Linked DNA regions of Mus musculus: all the other regions are linked to region 2. Evidence: chromatin contacts called from public HiChIP or PLAC-seq data. All regions are on one chromosome and are shown on one strand. The core of a region is the stretch at or near the end of the contact, and the rest is flanking DNA. Distances in the headings are between cores, read along the strand shown.

Region 1 (2,706 bases), core at 71-2,570, 700 kb after region 2:
ATTAAGGGGATATAAAGCAACCGTCAGAAGGTAGAAAAACAAATTATAGACGGTGCCTGTAACAAGAGAGATGGTTTTCAGATGTAAGAACAAGGCTCAATGAATTTGAGAATGTGTGTTTGTAGTGGGGCACTCATTTTCTGCTGAGCTCTCTTTCTGATACTATATGGAGCACATAGTTAAATTTCATGTAGCACAGTTAATTATAATCCTCTTGTAAAAGTCATAAAGAGAATTTGGCAGCTAAAGGAACAAAATATATAAGGAAGAAAATATGACAGATACTAGTAAGTTTTTTGTTTTGTTTTTATCCTTTGGAGGTGTGACAAATACGTTTTTTAAAGATGGGTTTCAGGCAGCATCAGCGTTACTGGATTAATGTCCTTCTGGCCTCTGGGGCTCGCTCCCTTTGCATTTTATCTCTTTGCCTCAGGACTTGGGATTTTGTGAGAGTGTCATATTAGTTGGTTGATAGTTCCATGAGGTTTTTTCTCTTTCTCTGGTCATGGCTCTTGCGGTGCACAGGATTCGGTGGACACTTCAAAGACTTAGGCGTTCAGGCACACAGGCTTCGAGTTGACAGTTGTCCTGTGTTAAGGGTAGAATGGTCTAAATCCATGGCCAACGATTTGGCTCCAGGTTATGGGAGGAAGCTGGGCTTCTGCTGTAGCTCCCGAAAGGGAGGAGTCAGCCGACAAGAGAACATCTGGCTCACTCTGCAGCTGTTCGTATGAACACGGGATCATCTATAGCCAGCCACTCCTGATATTTTGTCTTTCTTTTTCTCTTTTCCTCTTTCTCTCTTTCTCTTTTCATCTCTCTCTCTCTCTCTTTCTTTTTCTTTTTTCTTTTTGAGACAGGGTTTCTCTGTGCATCCCTGGCTGTCCTGGAACTGGATGTATAGAGCAGGCAGGCCTTGAACTCACAGACGCCCACCTAGCTCTGACTCCCGAGTGCTGACATTAAAGCCACCACAGTTGCTTTGCACCTGATATTTTCTAAGGCTTTGGATGCCCTGATTCCCAAGCATCTAGGAGGAGCTCCTGGGAACCCATACACCATCTAGGTCTGTTGTCTTCCAGTGGTCAGGAGCGCAAGAGACCTGTGTTTCTTCCGATTTCTTCATCCCTCCTAGAATGTTGTACCTGGGTAGCCTGGGACCCGCTCAGTCATATGACCTCTGTGATTCCTTCATCCTGGACTTTCTGCTCAGCTCCACTGGGAAGTAGAGAGGTGTTGTATTGGCGCTGGTACTAAAGTCACCCTTCTCAGCTCCCCTGCCTCTGTCTGGGTAACCCATGGTTTTCCGGCCTCAAACCACAATCTAATCAGCATCCGACAGAGTTTAATGCCACTCAGCTTTCTCCGTGACAGCTCAAGGCTGAGGAACCATAACTCCCATTCTTGTTTTTTCACCTACTCCCTTAACTCCGACTCCACCCCGTGTGAACTCCTTCTGATAAATGGTACCGTTCGCTTTCTCCTTCCCTAGCCTGTTGAGATCTGGAAACAATTGGCTTGTCTGACACTTCCTCCCACAGCTCAACTTGTCCAAATCCACCGTGGTCTCTTGTGCTTCCCTGGCTGTTTGTTTTAATTCCAAAATGGGCCTTGACCTCCTCCTCCTCCCCCTCCATCCTGTGTGCTCTGTTTGCTTTACATGGGTGTGTGCCAATATAAAATAAGAAAATGTCAAGTTAGAGCTCTAAATAGTTGTGGGGGCTGGGGGGAGGAAAGATCCAAGAGGGCAGACAAGGAGGACTGAGTCTCTTGGAAACTTTGGCCTAACAGAGCCTTGCTAGCCAAAGACCCAGGCCAGATGTCTGCAGAGCTATGGTCTAAATGGGCCTTGTATCCATAGTAACCTGTTTTTATGACATATAACCCCTCCCCCGATGACCACAAGTTCTTTAACAATCTTTTCCTTTAAGATTTAAAAAAAAAATCTTTATTTTGTTTTCTGGTAATATAGAGTTTAATTATTTCCAAATGTACAATTTGACATTAAGTACATTCATACAAAACAAGACACAGTTGTACACTAAAAACATACGTTCATCATCATGTAACAATCCCAGTGAAAACTCTGAAAACAAACAAACAAAACAAACAAACAAACAAAACAAACAAACAGAAACTTCTCTCTGTCCCTCTCGGTAGCTTCTCTTTTATTTTTCTCTATGGGGATGTGTGTTCTGGGGTCTGAGGCTCAGTTTGAAAGTTTGGTTTCTTTAGCCTGGAAAAGGACTTCCCAGAAGCCTTATGTGTGACTCTAGGATTCTGGATAACCCCATGGATGGTAGGACCGATCCTTGAACAATCAGACCCAGCCGTGATTCACCTGAGTTACTCATTCTGCTTCTAGCAAACAGCTTACATCATCTCCATGCCCCGCCCTCCGGAAGCTTTTCTTCTTTCTCATTTGTGATGTTTTCCACAGTTTACTAAAGACTGCTTAAGAAGGTACCAGTTACCCTGCGTATGACTTCCATTCCACGTCATTTTGGTTTGTTTTTTAAACATTTGAGACAAGCTCCTGTGTTGGCCAGGGTGCCCTGGAACTTGCCTCGCTGCCTCCTGAGTGTCTAGCTCAGTATGTCTAGCTGTACACAGCCACATCTGGATAGTTGGTTTGTGAGACAAATCCTCTTTACTCTTAATTTTAAAGATAAATCTACATGTGAAATCGATCAGTTTTATTTTTTA
Region 2 (2,700 bases), core at 43-2,542:
CATATCCCAGGCTTACTTCAAACCTTAGCCAAGAAGGACATGGAACTTCTTATTCTCCTGTCTTCACCTCTCATCAGGTGTTGGGATTACAGGCATGTGCCACTAGGCCAGGTTTATGGCCCTTAAGAGATCAGACTTAGAGTTTTGTGCCTCCTAGCAAGCACTGTACCAGTGACCTACATCCTACAACCCGGGAGATGTTATTTACAAATTAAAACATACAAGATACAGTTTGAAATAGTCAGCATTTGATAATTCAATTTTATTTTTATGTTCAGTGAATACTGAACTGGTCTGTCAAATGCCCTTTCAAATCTCTCAACACCATCCATCTCTCCTCTCTGCCCCGACTGGACTATGGACTACACATGAACATGGGAACCGTGATCTTTACCCAGTTTTGACTTTCGACTCTTGGACCCAAACATTTTACCTCCCTATTCAAAAACCTGCAAAACGTTGTCTTGGCTTTGAAAATCCTTCTGCTCTGTTTGCTTTTTAAAGCTGTTTGGGGGGACACCGCAGCTGTGCTGGGCACTGTGTACTGAGCAGACTCACGTTAGGATTGGCCACTCAGGCCTGGCCTGGGCTCGCTTGAGGCAAGTCCGCACCGTTGAGAGGGCTATCAACACAATGAAACGGAGGCACCCTTACTCACTTGGTCCCTGGAGCAGCTGCCTAAAGATTGTCTCACCGCAGCAGTCCCCACCCAACAGAAAAACGCTGCGCTAGATCTTACAATTTAGGCTCACTGAGGCTGTGTGTGTGTGTGTGTGTGTGTGTGTGTGTGTGTGTATGTGTGTGTGTGCTGACACCTTTAATCCAGGCACTAGGGAGGCAGAGGCAAGCAGATCTTTGTGAGTTCCAGGGCAGCTAGGGCTACATAGTGAGAAACCCTGTCTCAGGAAAGAAAGAAAATTCCTAAGAGGAACTAGATTTGAGGTTTTACAAGTTAACACAAGTCAAAAACAACCAGCATTATGTTATATACACTTTAATTTTTTTTTTCACACCAAGTGTTCAACTTGGCTTTTAAAAGCTGTAAGAAACATTTACTTTCCATTTAAATAACAACTTAAAATACTAGGGGTCTACAGCAGTGAAGCCGGATTCCTAGTTGTAGTAAACTGCAGTCACCAGCGCGCACACGCGTGCACACACACACACACACACACACCATTTTCCAGAATATTTTTCTTGCTCCCTGGCCATTTTGCCTCTGAGTGAACATTTTATCTTTGAGTGGCTGCCTCTCTCCAAACCATCTTAAAAGGTCCGGAGAAATAGCAGTTCCCACTAGAGGGCTCCCTCATCCTCCTCAGCCAGCAACCCTCTCCACACCCCGCACGCTCGGCCCCCTCCCCTCCCCTCCCCTCCCCTCCCCTCCCCTCTCCTCCCCCCCCTCCCCTCCCCTTCGCTCCCCTCCCCTCCCCTCCCATTCCCCCCACCCCCACCCCCCGCACCGCAGCCCCCACTTTTCCCCTCCCTCGCTCCTCTCCTCGCTCCCCCCCCCCCCCCCCCCCCCCGCCTCATCGGAGTTTTGTTGAGCTGGTCTTGGTCTTCCACTTAGCTGCGTTCGGATTTTAATGACTAATCCGGGGGCTTCTTCAATTTCAATTAAGACAGGCTATTTTAGCAGATGAACTAATTGCCTCCATACAGTTCTTTCCACTCTAATCTCCACAAGGGATGGACAGCTGTCACTTAAAAGCACTGGTAAATTCTGTCCTTAGGCCAGGGAAGCCTGCAATCTGGATTGGCTGCAGGGCTTCAAAGCCAGCTGCTCTGGGTACAGTGGAGGACAAGTGGCCTGGAAGAAGGGCATGGCAACCCAGTTCCCGGGGACTGTGTCCTGAGGGCAGTGAGGCACAATACCATCAGCTCTTCCAGCTTTTCTAGAAAATCCAAGAATCTTGTGGTCCTTCCTAGGCCAAATGTTTGTGTTCGTTTTACAAAAGAACATTATTATCTGTCATTAGTAATTGCTGTATCTTTTGTTTGTTTGTTTGTTTGTTTGTTTTTTCGAGACAGGGTTTCTCTGTACAGCCCTGGCTGTCCTGGAACTCACTTTGTAGACCAGGCTGGCCTTGAACTTAGAAATCCACCTGCCTCTGCCTCCCGAGTGCTAGGATTAAAGGCGAGCGCCACCATGCCCAGCAGTATCTTTTTATTTTGATTTCCTCTCTGACAGAGTGACATTCTCCATCTGGGAGTGGGTGGCACCAAGTAGCTACAGTTCTAGAATCCAAATAAAGAGCATTTGAGTTGGGGTACATTGTGTTTGTGTTTAACTTATTATTTTTTTATTCCCATCTGTATGTGTATGAGCTCATTGTGTGTAGGTGCCCTCAGAGGCCAGAAGAGGGCGCCTGAATCCGTAGCGCCACAAGCCACCCTGACATGGGTGCTGGAAACCCAGATCTGGTCCTCTGCAAGAATGACAAGTACTAGCTGGGCAGTGGTGGCGCATGCCTTTAATCCCAGGACTTGGGAGGCAGAGGCAGGCAGATTTCTGAGTTCAAGGCCAGCTTGGTTTACAGAGTGAGTCCCAGGACAGCCAGGGCTATACAGAGAAACCCTGTTTTTTTTGTTTGTTTGTTTGTTTGTTTTTTGTTTTTAAATAATTAAATAACCAGCACTGTTAACTGCCGAGCCATCTCTCCCCTCTCTTATTTGAGTTTAACAGCACCCAGTTCCATT
Region 3 (2,700 bases), core at 127-2,626, 920 kb after region 2:
CCATACTTTTGAGGTGTTTAGGGCCCACCCAGGTCACTCCAAGTGATCGCTTTATCTAGAGATCCTTAATAGTCAAATGCTCAGAAATTCTACTGTATAAACCAACAGTCACAGGTTCTAGAGCTTTCCAAACGATTCCTTAGAGGGCATCACTCAGTCTACCATGACCCCTTATGAGGTGACAGACAATCCTGGTTTTCCAGGAATACCTTTCTTTTCTAGTTACAAAAGAGAAAGCAAAGGCAAACAACTATGGTTCCATTTACTAGGCTGCGAGAGGCAGAGGGAGGATTCAGCAACTTTCCTTGTTTTTTAGAGCATTTTGCAAAAAACCAATCTGGTTAATCAAGAATTATGTTGATGAGGACACTCGTGAGTTAAGATTTTCTACATAATTACATACCACCCCCCCCCCCATGAATCTACCTGTGGAGGGTGAAATGGGTATAATATAAGGCCTCCCCCTTGGCTAAGAGGAATATAAAATCTCTAGGTAGTGTGTTAGTCTACGTTTAGTTGCAATACCCAAATACCCGATGCCAGATCATTTGTAAAGAAGAAGGGTGTATTTAGCTCACAGTTCTGGAGTCCCAAGAGCATGGCAGCAGTCTCTGCTTGGCTATGGTGAGGTGCCCATTGTGTATGGCATCCTGATGGTGGGAACACGTGGCAAATGGGGGGCCAGACAGCAGGGAGGGGCTGGTCTGACTCACTACAACCACTCTCTCCAGAACTATCTGGAGTCTCAGGAGGCATTAATCCCTTCTGGTGGCAATGTCCCCAGGAATCTAATCTCCACCCTTATGACTCACCTCTTAAAGGTTCCATTATTCTCCAATATCACCGTACTGAGTCCCAGGATCCCAGTATATGAGCTGGCAAGGGACAAGCTATGTCAAATAATAGCGGATAGGAAACCGAATATTTCCTTAGAGAGAAAAGACAGCACAGTAAATCATTTGTCCAAGGGTGCCATAAAAGGTAATGAAGATGACAATTCTGGGGACCCTCCTGTCCATGGGGTAGGTAGACAGGAACAGCAACTCCCCAAGTGCTTTCAATAGGATGGACATGAGTGGCTGTGCTATCCTGGACCAGGGTCAGTGGAGTTGCCCGCTAACTAATAAAGATTTTAGTCCATGTTAACTAAAGCTATAGCTTTAGTTATTTCTCCTTTTAAAAAGACTTCACACAGAGATACGCCCATGTATCCGAGTCTCCGTTCTAATTCAGGATCAAGAAAATATAGTCCTGTGTTACCTTTGAAGTTTTCAGCCTTCATCTTGAGAAAAGTTTTTCCTTAGATCCTAGGTCCTCCCCAGACAGAGAAGGCAGTGTGACTAAGAGCCTGGTGACATCAAGCTGAGACGCAGCATGTCCCCTGTCCCGCACTCTGTGCTATGTCCTAATTCTCTTGCCTCTCTCATGTGCTCATGTGTGGCTAGGTAGGAAAGTGTGTTTGAGGACTGAATAGTGGACTTGGAAGGATGGCACAGTAGTTAAGAGAACTTCCTGCTCTTGTAGGGGACAGGGTTCAGTTCCCAGCACCCACACCTGGTGGCCCACAACTCCCTATAACTCTAGTTTTAGGGGACCTGACACCTTCCTCTTGCCTCCTCTCACACCTACATGTGTGTGGTGCACATAATCTCTCATAGGCACATAGGCATGCACAGGAATCAAACTCAGGGAGTCCTAGTCCTTGGGTTCCCAGATGGCACCCTATTGTTGGAGCTCCAGTAAGCAGGGAACCAGCAGTTCCCCAATGCTGCCTGAGTAGTTTGAAAGGACTAGAGAAATTCATTTCAGAAATGTGAAAGTATAAAACCTGTCTGTATTCTCGCCCAATTTTCTCGTATCTCTGTCTCCCTCACCTAAAGCTGCTCCCATCTCAGAACTAAAAATTATTCATTAACTGAGATCCGTGAAAGGCTCAGTATGAATAACCGAATATGGTAGAATTTTGGACGCTGTGACAGGAAACAGGAAGCTCAATGCGGGGGCTGTGGGGTCTGTCCTTAAGCTTTGGGGCACTTGCCCAATGACTCAGAGACCACACCTGCCCACTCAGCCTACCCACAAGGCCACTGCTGGGTATGACCAGCTCTGCCGGGCCCATGCCAGCCTGCACATACTTCTTCCTCGGCTGGCAGCTACAGGCCAAGGAGGGTATCTCAGAACCAATGTTTCCTGGCTGAAGGCCAATCTTGATCTAGTGCCTAGGAGGTGCAGAAAGGCAGGGACAAAACATAAAACAATCCAGCTTAGGGGCTGGAGGAATGGCTCAATGCTTAAGAGCCTTTCTTGCTTTGGCAGAGGACCTGGGGTCAGTTGCCAGCACCTATTTTAGCCTCAGGGATCACTTTCTTCTGGATTCTGAGTATGCACAGGTTCGAGTGTGTGCACTCCCACACATACACAGGATGAAAAAATAAAAACAGTGTCTTAAATGAGCCAGCATGAGCAGGTGTCACTCTGCGGATTCAGACTCCATCCCATCTCCTGTAAGGGAAGTATCCCTTTATTCCCATTCAATAACGAGTTATTGAGGGGCAAGTTGGCTCTGCAGGAAAAGGAGCTGGCCACCAAATCTGACAACATGAGTTCAATCCCCAGGATCCACATGGTAGAAGCAAACTCCTTCTGTCTGGCTTCCACATGTGGTTATGGCACACACACACACACACACACACACACACA

What was found. HiChIP or PLAC-seq counts read pairs in DNA pulled down with a chosen protein or histone mark.
Region 1: an HNF4G HiChIP or PLAC-seq map of pancreatic cancer cells shows a contact between it and region 2. The contact joins two enhancer-like sites. A contact is called at or near these places in 1 of 115 datasets of contacts at active chromatin or transcription factors (pancreatic cancer cells) and 1 of 9 other capture datasets (pancreatic islet).
Region 3: a contact with region 2 is called in a FOXA1 HiChIP or PLAC-seq map of pancreatic cancer cells. The contact joins two enhancer-like sites.

What each region holds. Positions count from the first base shown.
Region 1 is chr14:76,568,086-76,570,791 of GRCm38.p6, forward strand. No RefSeq gene overlaps it. Among named protein-coding and RNA genes, the nearest start is that of Serp2, 13 kb to the left of the region's middle. Within about 2 kb of position 1,321, at least 109 of the 459 cell types and tissues checked have an H3K27ac peak or open chromatin away from gene starts, as enhancers often do. A contact at or near this core is called in pancreatic cancer cells, where this site is marked.
Region 2 is chr14:75,869,584-75,872,283 of GRCm38.p6, forward strand. No RefSeq gene overlaps it. Among named protein-coding and RNA genes, the nearest start is that of Gm52138, 20 kb to the right of the region's middle. Within about 2 kb of position 1,293, at least 21 of the 459 cell types and tissues checked have an H3K27ac peak or open chromatin away from gene starts, as enhancers often do. A contact at or near this core is called in pancreatic cancer cells, where this site is marked.
Region 3 is chr14:76,785,700-76,788,399 of GRCm38.p6, forward strand. All of the region lies in intron 1 of Gm30246 (a long non-coding RNA gene), which reads left to right. Among named protein-coding and RNA genes, the nearest start is that of Gm30246, 6.3 kb to the left of the region's middle. Within about 2 kb of position 1,377, at least 90 of the 459 cell types and tissues checked have an H3K27ac peak or open chromatin away from gene starts, as enhancers often do. A contact at or near this core is called in pancreatic cancer cells, where this site is marked.